Linked DNA regions of Zea mays: region 2 is linked to region 1. The links are chromatin contacts, called in public Hi-C maps. All regions are on one chromosome and are shown on one strand. The core of a region is the stretch at or near the end of the contact, and the rest is flanking DNA. Distances in the headings are between cores, read along the strand shown. Region 1 holds the start of LOC100191615. Region 2 holds the start of LOC100280667.

The links. A called contact is a pair of places that touch in the nucleus more often than the background predicts.
Region 2: a contact with region 1 is called in a Hi-C map of leaf, with 4 times the contacts expected there. The contact joins the promoter of LOC100280667 here to the promoter of LOC100191615 in region 1. A contact is called at or near these places in 2 of 25 Hi-C or Micro-C datasets (leaf and leaf mesophyll).

The regions. Positions count from the first base shown.
Region 1 is chr7:138,758,634-138,763,401 of Zm-B73-REFERENCE-NAM-5.0, reverse strand. LOC100191615 reads left to right here and starts at 2,830. Exons shown (of 2, transcript NM_001137044.1): 1 at 2,830-3,190; 2 at 4,329-4,739. The coding sequence starts at 3,011. The coding sequence ends at 4,502. It overlaps LOC103632938 (AT-hook motif nuclear-localized protein 10), which reads left to right. Exons shown (of 6, transcript XM_020541426.2): 4 at 1,188-1,319; 5 at 1,539-1,700; 6 at 1,846-2,457. The coding sequence ends at 2,127.
Region 2 is chr7:138,934,818-138,939,585 of Zm-B73-REFERENCE-NAM-5.0, reverse strand. It overlaps LOC100280667, which reads right to left and starts at 2,551. Exons shown (of 4, transcript NM_001367137.1): 1 at 2,020-2,551; 2 at 1,476-1,911; 3 at 1,236-1,391; 4 at 1-1,093. The coding sequence starts at 2,448.

The DNA of each region.
Region 1 (4,768 bases), core at 1,581-4,080:
TCTAAGAAAACCGATGTAATCACATCGAGTTAGTTGCTTTTGGTTCGCCCAGCTCCACCAAAAGGTAGGGGGGCATATGTTCGAACCAGAATTGAGCGGCGGACTGTCCGGCCCTGAGGCCGGACGGTCCGCGGTCCGGACGGTCCGCGCCTGTGGGCCGGACGGTCCGCGCGTGCGCAGAACAGATTAGGGTTCCGAGTTTTGTGCTACGGTTGTTAGCTATATTCGCGGGATTAGCTCGGAATCAGTTGTGTAAAGGGTCCAGCCCCCCTCCTCTATAAATAGAGAGGTCTACGGCCGATTTGTAATCATCAACAATCGAATCAATACAACTTTTATTCGCATTTTATCCTAGGAGTAGTTCTAGTCTAGTTTAGGTTTAGCCTCCCAATCCCCAAATTCTCCGCCTCTCCTCGACTCTACGTCGATTAGAGGAGTCTAGGTCGGCCTGCCCGAGCCTAGACACCACCTAGGATCTCTACTCCCCGACGGGGTCCCTCCCGGGAGCGAGATCCAGGCGCCGTCGGCGATCTTCCGCCGTCCCTGCGTACGTGCGGACCGTCCGGCCCCAGGGCGCGGACCGTCCGGCCGTCAGGCAGAAGTCCCAGCCGCGCACCAGGCCGCGGACAGTCCGCCCTTGCGCAGAGAGCACCACCGCGCCTCGCACCAGGCCGCGGACCGTCCGGCCCCTGCGCGCGGACCGTCCGCCCCTGTGCAGAGGGCACCGCCACGGTTCTTGTTGAGTGTTTGGCGTTCCAAAAAAGCGTCAACAAGGGCCTTTGCTATTTTTCTGATTTTTTAGGGTTACTCTGAGCACTTAGCCACTTACTAAAGCAGAACATATGATATTCTAGTTCATTGGATATGTGAGAGAAATGTAGTCATATGCTCTGCTTCCATACTTCCAGAATTTGTGTTATAATGCTGAATCTTCCACTGTGACTTGTGGTTGAGGCTTAAGCTTAAGTTAGTAGAGAGCCAGTGCAGTATTGACAGCTTACCGGCTTGATCACCACTCACTAGCTTCTGTTTATTACTATAAGTCCATTGGACATCTGTCTGTTATTTCCGCCAAAATTATCAGCATTCAGGATGGTTAGGCTTCTTACCATTTTGTAGGAGAAATTGCATTCTTTTTATAACCTTTATCAGCTCACTGCTGTAAGTGGCTTGTTTTTTTTTTACAGGACGTATCGGCAAAGATCATGTCGTTCCCTCAGAACGGGACACGCGCGGTTTGCGTCCTTTCAGCGAATGGCATCGTATCCAATGTGACGCTTCGGCAGTCTGCTACTTCAGGTGGAACGGTGACACACGAGGTTCGTATTAACTGTCACAAGCTCATCACTATATACACTTGATACAAATAGCTAGCTCGACTGCTCGAGTACTCTACGGCCAGGTATAATTAGTGAGTGATTCAGAAGAGTGATCTTACTGATGTTTATTGTCCACTACGAGTTATCACTGTCGCTGGTGTTTTGTGCTGCGTAGTAGGTGACGATGGAAACTAAAATTTTGTTTCCTGCACTGCGCAGGGTCGTTTCGAGATACTGTCTCTGTCCGGGTCGTTTCTTCTGTCAGAGGATGGTGGCCATCGCAGTCGAACCGGTGGGCTCAGCGTTTCGCTAGCAGGCCCCGACGGCCGTGTCCTGGGTGGCAGTGTCGCCGGACTTCTGACAGCTGCTTCACCGGTGCAGGTCTGCAGGCTGCAGCTGTTCTCTTGATCCTGCTGAAATATGTCGTCGACCGTTTCTCCTTGTATTTCCTTTCGACGCATTCATTGCCTTCCTCCGGTTGCGCCGTGATCAGTGACTGACCACCATTGTTGTCTGTACTGTGCAGATCGTAGTGGGGACCTTCGACGCCGATGGAGAGAAGAAGCCGAAGCAGCAGCAGCAGCAGCTTGCTCCGTCACCGCCAGACCCGTCACCGGCGCCACTAAAGCTCGCGCCGACGGGCGTGGCGGCAGGGCCGAGCAGCCCGCCGTCCAGAGGCACATTGAGCCTGAGCGAGTCATCCGGCGGCGCCCCGAGCCCGCCGCACGCAGGGGCCAGTGGCGGCGGCGGCGGCGGCTATGGGCAGCAGCAGCAGCCAGTGGGCTTCCCCGGCCTGTCCTGGAAATGACGACCCCGGACACCGTCTGACCATGGTAAAACTGGTAGAAGCAACAAAGATGCGTGAGGAACAGATGAAGGCCGAAGCTCACTCAGGGAGAAGCAGCGCTGCAGCAGTAGCTTGTAGGTGGTGTCAAGATTGTAGCTCTTGCTATCAGTGTTAATCGTTCATTGTCAGGTGGTTGCTTATTGTCGTCTGCAACTGATGCCGTGTACTCCCCGATGCAGCATGTCGGTATCTGACTACTGAATTTGAGACGGCTTCTCTCGGATGTTTTCTCATAATCTGTGTTGCACTGCAAATATCAAACACCAAAGGTTATGGATAAGTTTCTAATAAGATTGGAAAGATGTAAACCAAATCCAGAAAAAATATTTCTCTCCCGGAAAAAAAACACGATCCTAAGTGCTAGTTTTTGTAAACCCTATTTTTAAAAAAAAATATTTTATCAAAAAAAAAATAATTATTTTTATTTGGGAAATTGAAAATCTCATGAAAAAATGGGGTTTCCGCCCTAAATGTTTACTTTATGAGCGCGCGTAACGTGTGCTCTCACCGTGAGATGACCGCGCGTCTCACCTCACACATGACACATGTAATTGCTTGAAAATCTATGGCTCACACATGACACATGTAATTGCTTGAAAATCTATGGTTTAGAAAGAGGGAATCAGGGAAGTGAACTAGCGGTCCACGATACTCCGACGCCCACTTTGCTACCTCGGAACCCTAGCCGCCGCCCATGGATATCGCCGGAGACCGGCGCCGGTAGCGATACGCAAAAGGAGTGGTACGTTCTTTGACCTTGTTTATTGCTGCGCCCGAGGCGTGTGGCGCGGGGGGAGCAGGAAGGAGAGGGGAAGAACAGAAGGGGAAGGCGGGCGGGGCCGCGATGTCGGTGCGGATCAAGGCGGTTGTAGACCGGTTCGTGAAGGAGCTGCAGGAGGCGCTGGACGCGGACATCCAAGACCGCGTCATGAAGGAGCGCGAGATGCAGAGCTACATCGAGGAGCGCGAGCGCGAGGTCGCCGAGCGGGAGGCCGCCTGGAAGGCCGAGCTATCCCGTCGCGAGGTAATCGTCGCAGTTTCTTTTTTTTTTCTTTTTTACTTCCGTCTGTCCTGGTGTTGAAACAATCAGTGCGCGCTGCTCCTGCTTGCGTGCTGTACTTGCCGTCGATGAGTTAGCCGATGTTACCCAATGTCGACACATTTTCAGGTTTGTTGAGATTTATGCTCCAAGGTGCAAGCCGGAATTGTCAGTTCGGGAATCAGAATTCAGTTACATTTAGGTGAAACCCGTAGCGGGTTTTGGTGCCAGTAGGGGAAATTGGAGAGGAAACGAGGAGTGTTTAGAAGGCAGAAATGGGAGCCGCTAACAACAAGGATGAATTCACAGGGAAATTTGGGTTCGCAAAGTGGAAGTGGAGGCTTGGTAATTGGTGGGGTGTGATTGATGAGTGGTGGCACCAAGGAGAGAGGTGTTGGGTGGGGTTAGTTCTTGGAGTAGAAAGTGTATATGGGTGAGGAGATCAAATTCATATACCGGGTGGCAGGTCAACCACAACTCCATAAGAATAGGAGACGTCTAGATCAGAATCCAAATGGCCCAAATTTCATTTTGCTGTGCTTTGCCTTGCCCGTCTTGCTTCACTTATGGAAGCTTGCACACATTTGGCCTGTTTCTTATTACGTGTTCAGTAGCCATGAGTTAATGTAGTTAACTAGTTATGTCTTTACTATGTCTCATTTCTCTCAGTCAATGATGGTCTGGCCAGCAATGCAGTTCTTGACTCATGCTATGTTATGTACAAGTGCTCATATGTTGGGCTATGGTTGAATCAATAACTCTCATTATACGGAAGGCTTAATTTGAAGTGCTTGATATGGAATGACTTAGTTCAAACTGTAACACGGTATTTTATATACAAAGCAAGTGCTTAGTCACTTGGTACTAGATCATCATCATTAACACCTGTAGTATTGAAGCGAGAACAGTAAAGCCGGTTCTCTTTTGCCTAATTAGGAGCAAAATTAGTTGATGGTCGTGCCAGGTCAGTTTTCTTTAAATGTATTAGAAGACTTAGAGCGAGCAGTATGCATTTGGGTAGGATCTTCCTGATGGATGAAAGTCAAGCATGTCTCCGATCATCACTATTAACTGTAATTAGGGACCTGCAACATGACTTGTGTTCCAATCCTGTTCTGTACAGGCCGAGATCGCACGGCAAGAAGCCAGGCTGAAGATGGAAAAGGAGAATTTAGAGAAGGAAAAAAGCGTCCTCATGGGAACAGCATCGAGCCAAGACAACCAAGATGGAGCCCTTGAGATCACTGTCAGTGGTGAGAAGTACAGGTGCCTCCGCTTCTCCAAGGCGAAGAAATGAGAAATGGACTGGCACTGAACTGGACCAACACATGCTCTGTAGTCAGCTAAATCTAGCCACCTAGTCTTGCAAGACCCTTATTTTGATTCAAATTGCATTCTCTTTTCTTGTACAGGAAATCCTGGAATGCCGTTAATAGAATAGCGGATACTTATGCCAGGACTGTCTTGTTTATAAAAAAACCGGGCTGCTAGAGCAGCTGCAATGGGGAGTTAATGATGACTGAAGGTTGTTGACAGTTGTGATGTCCTGTTCTTGCTGATATG
Region 2 (4,768 bases), core at 1,302-3,801, 180 kb before region 1:
AACCTGTCCAATTCTTCAGGATCCTCATGTGCCCATGGATGCTTCATGATCTTCCTCAACCTACCAAGCTTATCTGCAACCTCCTTCATCGTCGGCCTATTCACACCACTCATCTCTAAGCACTGTCTCGCCAGCTCTGCGATCTCCTCAAGGTACTCGATGCTCTCACTGTTCTTGATCTGATCGTCTAGGATGTCCTCAAGCCTGTTCTCCTTCATCGCGTACAAGAACCTCATGGAGAGACTCCTGTCCTGCTCAGACCCTTGGAGGTCGAACGCCTTCTTGCCCGTGAGCAGCTCCAGGAGAACGACCCCAAAGCTGTACACATCGCTCTTGTCCGTCAACTCGTACGTCTGCATGTACTCCGGGTCAAGGTACCCGCACGTGCCTTGCACAACGGTGACGAACTGCGACTTGTCGTTCGGCGCCAGAATGGACGCGCCGAAGTCGGAGACCTTGGCCGCGTAGTCGCCGTCTAGGAGGATGTTGGTGGACTTGACGTCGCCGTGGAGGATCGGCGGGGACGCGCAGGAGTGGAGGTAGGCCAGCGCCTCGGCGGACTCGTAGGCGATCCTGAGGCGGGTGTCCAGCGAGACGCGCTGGCCGTGGTCGCCGTGGATGAGGTCGAACAGCGTGCCGTTCGGGACGAACTCGTAGACGAGAATGGGGACTTCCACCTCGAGGCAGCAGCCGAGGAGCTTCACGATGTTCCTGTGGTTGACCTGGGACAGGATGAGCATCTCCTTGCCGAACTCTTTCTTCTGCTGCTCGTCGATGGTCATGCATCTCTTCACGGCTATCTCGGTGGCGGTGCCGCTCTTCAGCACTCCCTTGTACACGGTCCCGTGGCCCCCGTGGCCAAGGACCCGCTGCGCGTCGAACCTGTCCGTGGCTTGCTGCAGCTCTTCCTCGGAGAAGATCGTGAACGCGGCGGCGCCCTGCTGGTGGTGCTGCGACTTCAGTTCCTCGAACAGGAGCAGGCCGCCGTGCCGCCGGAAGTAGCTCTGCTTGACGCGGTGCAGCTTTCGCCGTTCTCGGACCAGGTATGCGCAGGTAACGCCGATCACGAGAGTCACCAGCCCAACACTTGCGCCTGCAATGCATCACGATTTTCCTAACGAAGGTTACTTATTACTCCTTCTGTAAACACCCGGAAAGCATTGAAAAAGTGTAGGAAAAAAAAGCAGGTGCTCCCGGTAGGGAATTTTCCTAACGCAACTTGTGCAGCGACCTACCAACAACCGGCGCCATCCAAGTTGACCTCTGACTTTTCACGCAAACGCCATTGATCATGCTTCTTCCTCGTGGGCAGGAACATGTGAAATTCCCGAGTGTGTTTTTGCATATCCCAGCGCAGGGGTAGGTAGCACTGTCCAAGCACTCGTCAATATCTGAAAACCGCACGAAAAAATCGCATCGGTTTGTAACTTGTGCATGCATGGATATGGATGTCTGGGCGCGCAAGAGGAACGAACCTGCGCATCCATCTACGACGTACGGGTTGCCTTTGAATCCGCCGGAGCACCTGCAGCGGTAGCCGGCGGCATCGCTGTAGACGCAGTCGCTATGGTCGCTGACACACGCGTACGCAGTCTTGTTGGCTTTGGCTTCTTCGCACTTCTGCCGTGTGATTCCCCACTCCATCACGACCGGCGTCCTCCCGTCGTCGGAGTCGTACAACACCGTCGAGGTGAGGTAGGTGGAGCTGAAGCTGAAGGCCGCGCTCTCCATCACGGTGATGTAGTTGCAGGGTGTTTGCTTCCATATCTTGGTGGTGTTGTGCAGCGAGTTGAAGAAGCCTTGGTAAAACTGGACGCCCGGCGGGAGCTCCGCCTGGCAGCAGCCAGCGGTGCCGGAGCATGAGCCGTTCTTCAGTGGGCCGTCGCATGTCGACATGCAGCCGATTATGTACTGCAGTGTGTATGTATCACTATCAGCTAAGGCGCAGAGTTTGGCCGCACGAGAGAGAGAGGCCAAGAACACCAGGTACTGCTAGTGCTAACTGAGGAGTATACTTACAGAGTCGCTCTGCATGTAGGCCATACTATTGCACCCGAGGACGATGATCTTATTATCCTCTGCCGACAGAACGTAGGGCTCGCCGGTATAGTCGACCCACGCGTTGTTTTCGAACATGTCACCCGAGGATTGGTTGTAGCACTGCCGGGAGATGAAGTTCTTGAACCAGGCCTTGCCATCCTCCACGGAGATCTTGGTCACCTCCGAGTTCTTGTCGAGCAGCTTGGTGGCGCCATCCACGGTGGTGCAGTTGAGCCAAAAGCCCGCGTGGATCGCGCACTGCGGGTCCAGGCCGAACGGGTACGGGACGTCGATCTCGCCGCACCTCGTCGCGCAGCCGGGACTCCGCCCCGCCGCCGCCGCCGCCGCCGCGGCAAGCACCCATACGGCCGGAAGGCACGAGAGCAGGAGGAGCCATGAGGACTCCATGGCGGGCGACGGATGTCTGCCTGCTGCCGGTCAGATGTCCTTTCGACCTGGCTGTTGGCACTTGGCAAAAGGCTAAAAGCAGAGTGACATCGGCTAACACAATGTCTGTCGAAGTGTCGACGCAGGGGGGATGCCAAGGCGTCCTGGGGTTGGTTCCTTCGAGGGATCCTTCATCCTTCCGTCGCCGTAGTCATAATGACCAAGTCCTCTAGTTGAATAACGACAACGCGTCTCTGTACGGCACTATCAGGTATTTTTGTTATAAGAACAATGGGCCAACTCTCGTAAGAAAAGTATGTCAAAATGGTTGTCGCCTCAGAATGTCCGCTGTCAAGACATCAAGTTGTGTCAAAACATTTCGTGGAAAGGCAGTTACGGTATTATAGTTTGATGATATATTAATCTTGCGATTACTGGCATCTATTGCAGCATCGTGTTCAACTTCAAACCACAAGGTGCACAAGGATGCTCAGATTAAAAGGACATGTTTGGGAGGGCTTTGGCTTATGGAGGCCTCCCAAACAGTTTAAAAAAACGCTCCCAACAAAAACTACGGAGGAGTCGAAGTCATTTTTTGTAGAGAAAAGCCGAAGCTAAAAAATTGGCTCCGAGCGGCTCCTCCCTCACTCCCCTATCTAAACATTTTATTAAAAAATATTAGCTTCTATAGAAGAGTTGATCTTGAAGATAAGCCAAAACTAGAGTTACTTTTAGAGAAGCTGGTCAAACAACGCCTAAGTAGACTCTTTCATTTTTAGATTTAAAAATATTCGAAATTTAATTATACACTCTAGAACTAAAACAAATATATGAATGAGTACCTGCCGCCCTATCCATACATGGCAGAGACTTAATTATAATTTTTTTTAACTTTTTTCAAGAAAGAATCTATCTGCAACCAGAGTAAGGGTATGTTTGGTTTAGCTTTTGTCTTTGGCTTTTGCCCTTAAAAGCTAAAAGCAAAACCAAAAGGTTGAATCTGGAAAGTTGCTTTTTCGAAAAGCCGACTTTTTTATAGTGCAAAATTAAAAGCACCTCTGGACATGTTTTTAGCGGCTTTCAGATGAAACTGTGAAAATATATATAGAAAAAATTTTAGTGCCTTTTAGTGGTTTCCACCAAACAGTTTTAAACTTTTTAGCAGTTCGTAGCCAATAGCAACTTTTTTTCACAACTCACAGCACATAACAGCTTTTTTCACAGCCACAGCCCAACGAAACAGACCCTAAAAGCGGCAGGCCCCTTCTCAGCAGTCATACGACACATATGCATGCATGCAGATGCAATGCATATGTTCAGTCCTACATTAGTATCTGTTTTAGCTATTGATTATTATGTCAGAATGGATGATTATAAACCTAAACTCATATATAAAACACATATATCAATTATTTTATAAATTTATTAAAAATATAAAACGGATTTTAATTTGGAATAGAGACATACTAACAACGTATGTATATCAACAGGCCAATCAGCAGCATGCATGCAGGAACCATATATGTCAATGCATTTTCAACCAATATATACGCATGCATATGCAAAGTTTTCTTGTTTGTTTTGTTTAGGACAAGATAAATTTGTTACTAGGTCCCAGCTGGAAGCCCGGTCAGGAACCGAACACGTAGGCTGCCAATCCAAAACTGCACATCTGGATCTGGTCAGCTTGCATTGTTCCTTAGGCTGCATGAGACTGACGTACAATGATTATTCAGACCACCTATAGCTAGCGAGCTGGGTCGCTTAACTGCAGTTGTTTGTCGGTTGTTGCCAGTCGCCATACTTGATTAATCAGCTGGCAGTGGATCGATCAGCGTTGTTTGGCTCGGCCAAGATGATTGAAGTCTATCCGATTCCGATCTACAGTTTTTTTAAAGGAGATTTTACTCAGCTTTTAAGAAAGCAATAACAGAGGTAGCTATATAAAGCACACCCCACAATATTGAAATGAGAATATCAGTTAACCAGGGAAGCTCCACACTGACGCTCCATGACCACAAAAAAAAAGTCCCTCCATTAAATTAAAGACTGAGTCACCAAAGCTCTACATTGATAGCATCAACCTGACAAAGTTCAAATATCATCAACCAGAAAGCTTCACTCGATTAAACAACCTAACTGAGCTAGAAACAAGCCAAGCACAACAAAAAGAACCCTCATATGACATCCATATTAGCAACACCAACTCCACGCCTGGGACAAAAAGAAGGGACATCTTCCACTTCAGATCACTCCAATGTCACTGCAATTTTCCTCAACCGAATGATGTTGCTGTAACCACTTCTTCACTGAGTCCAGTATATCTTCCATCATCGCATGT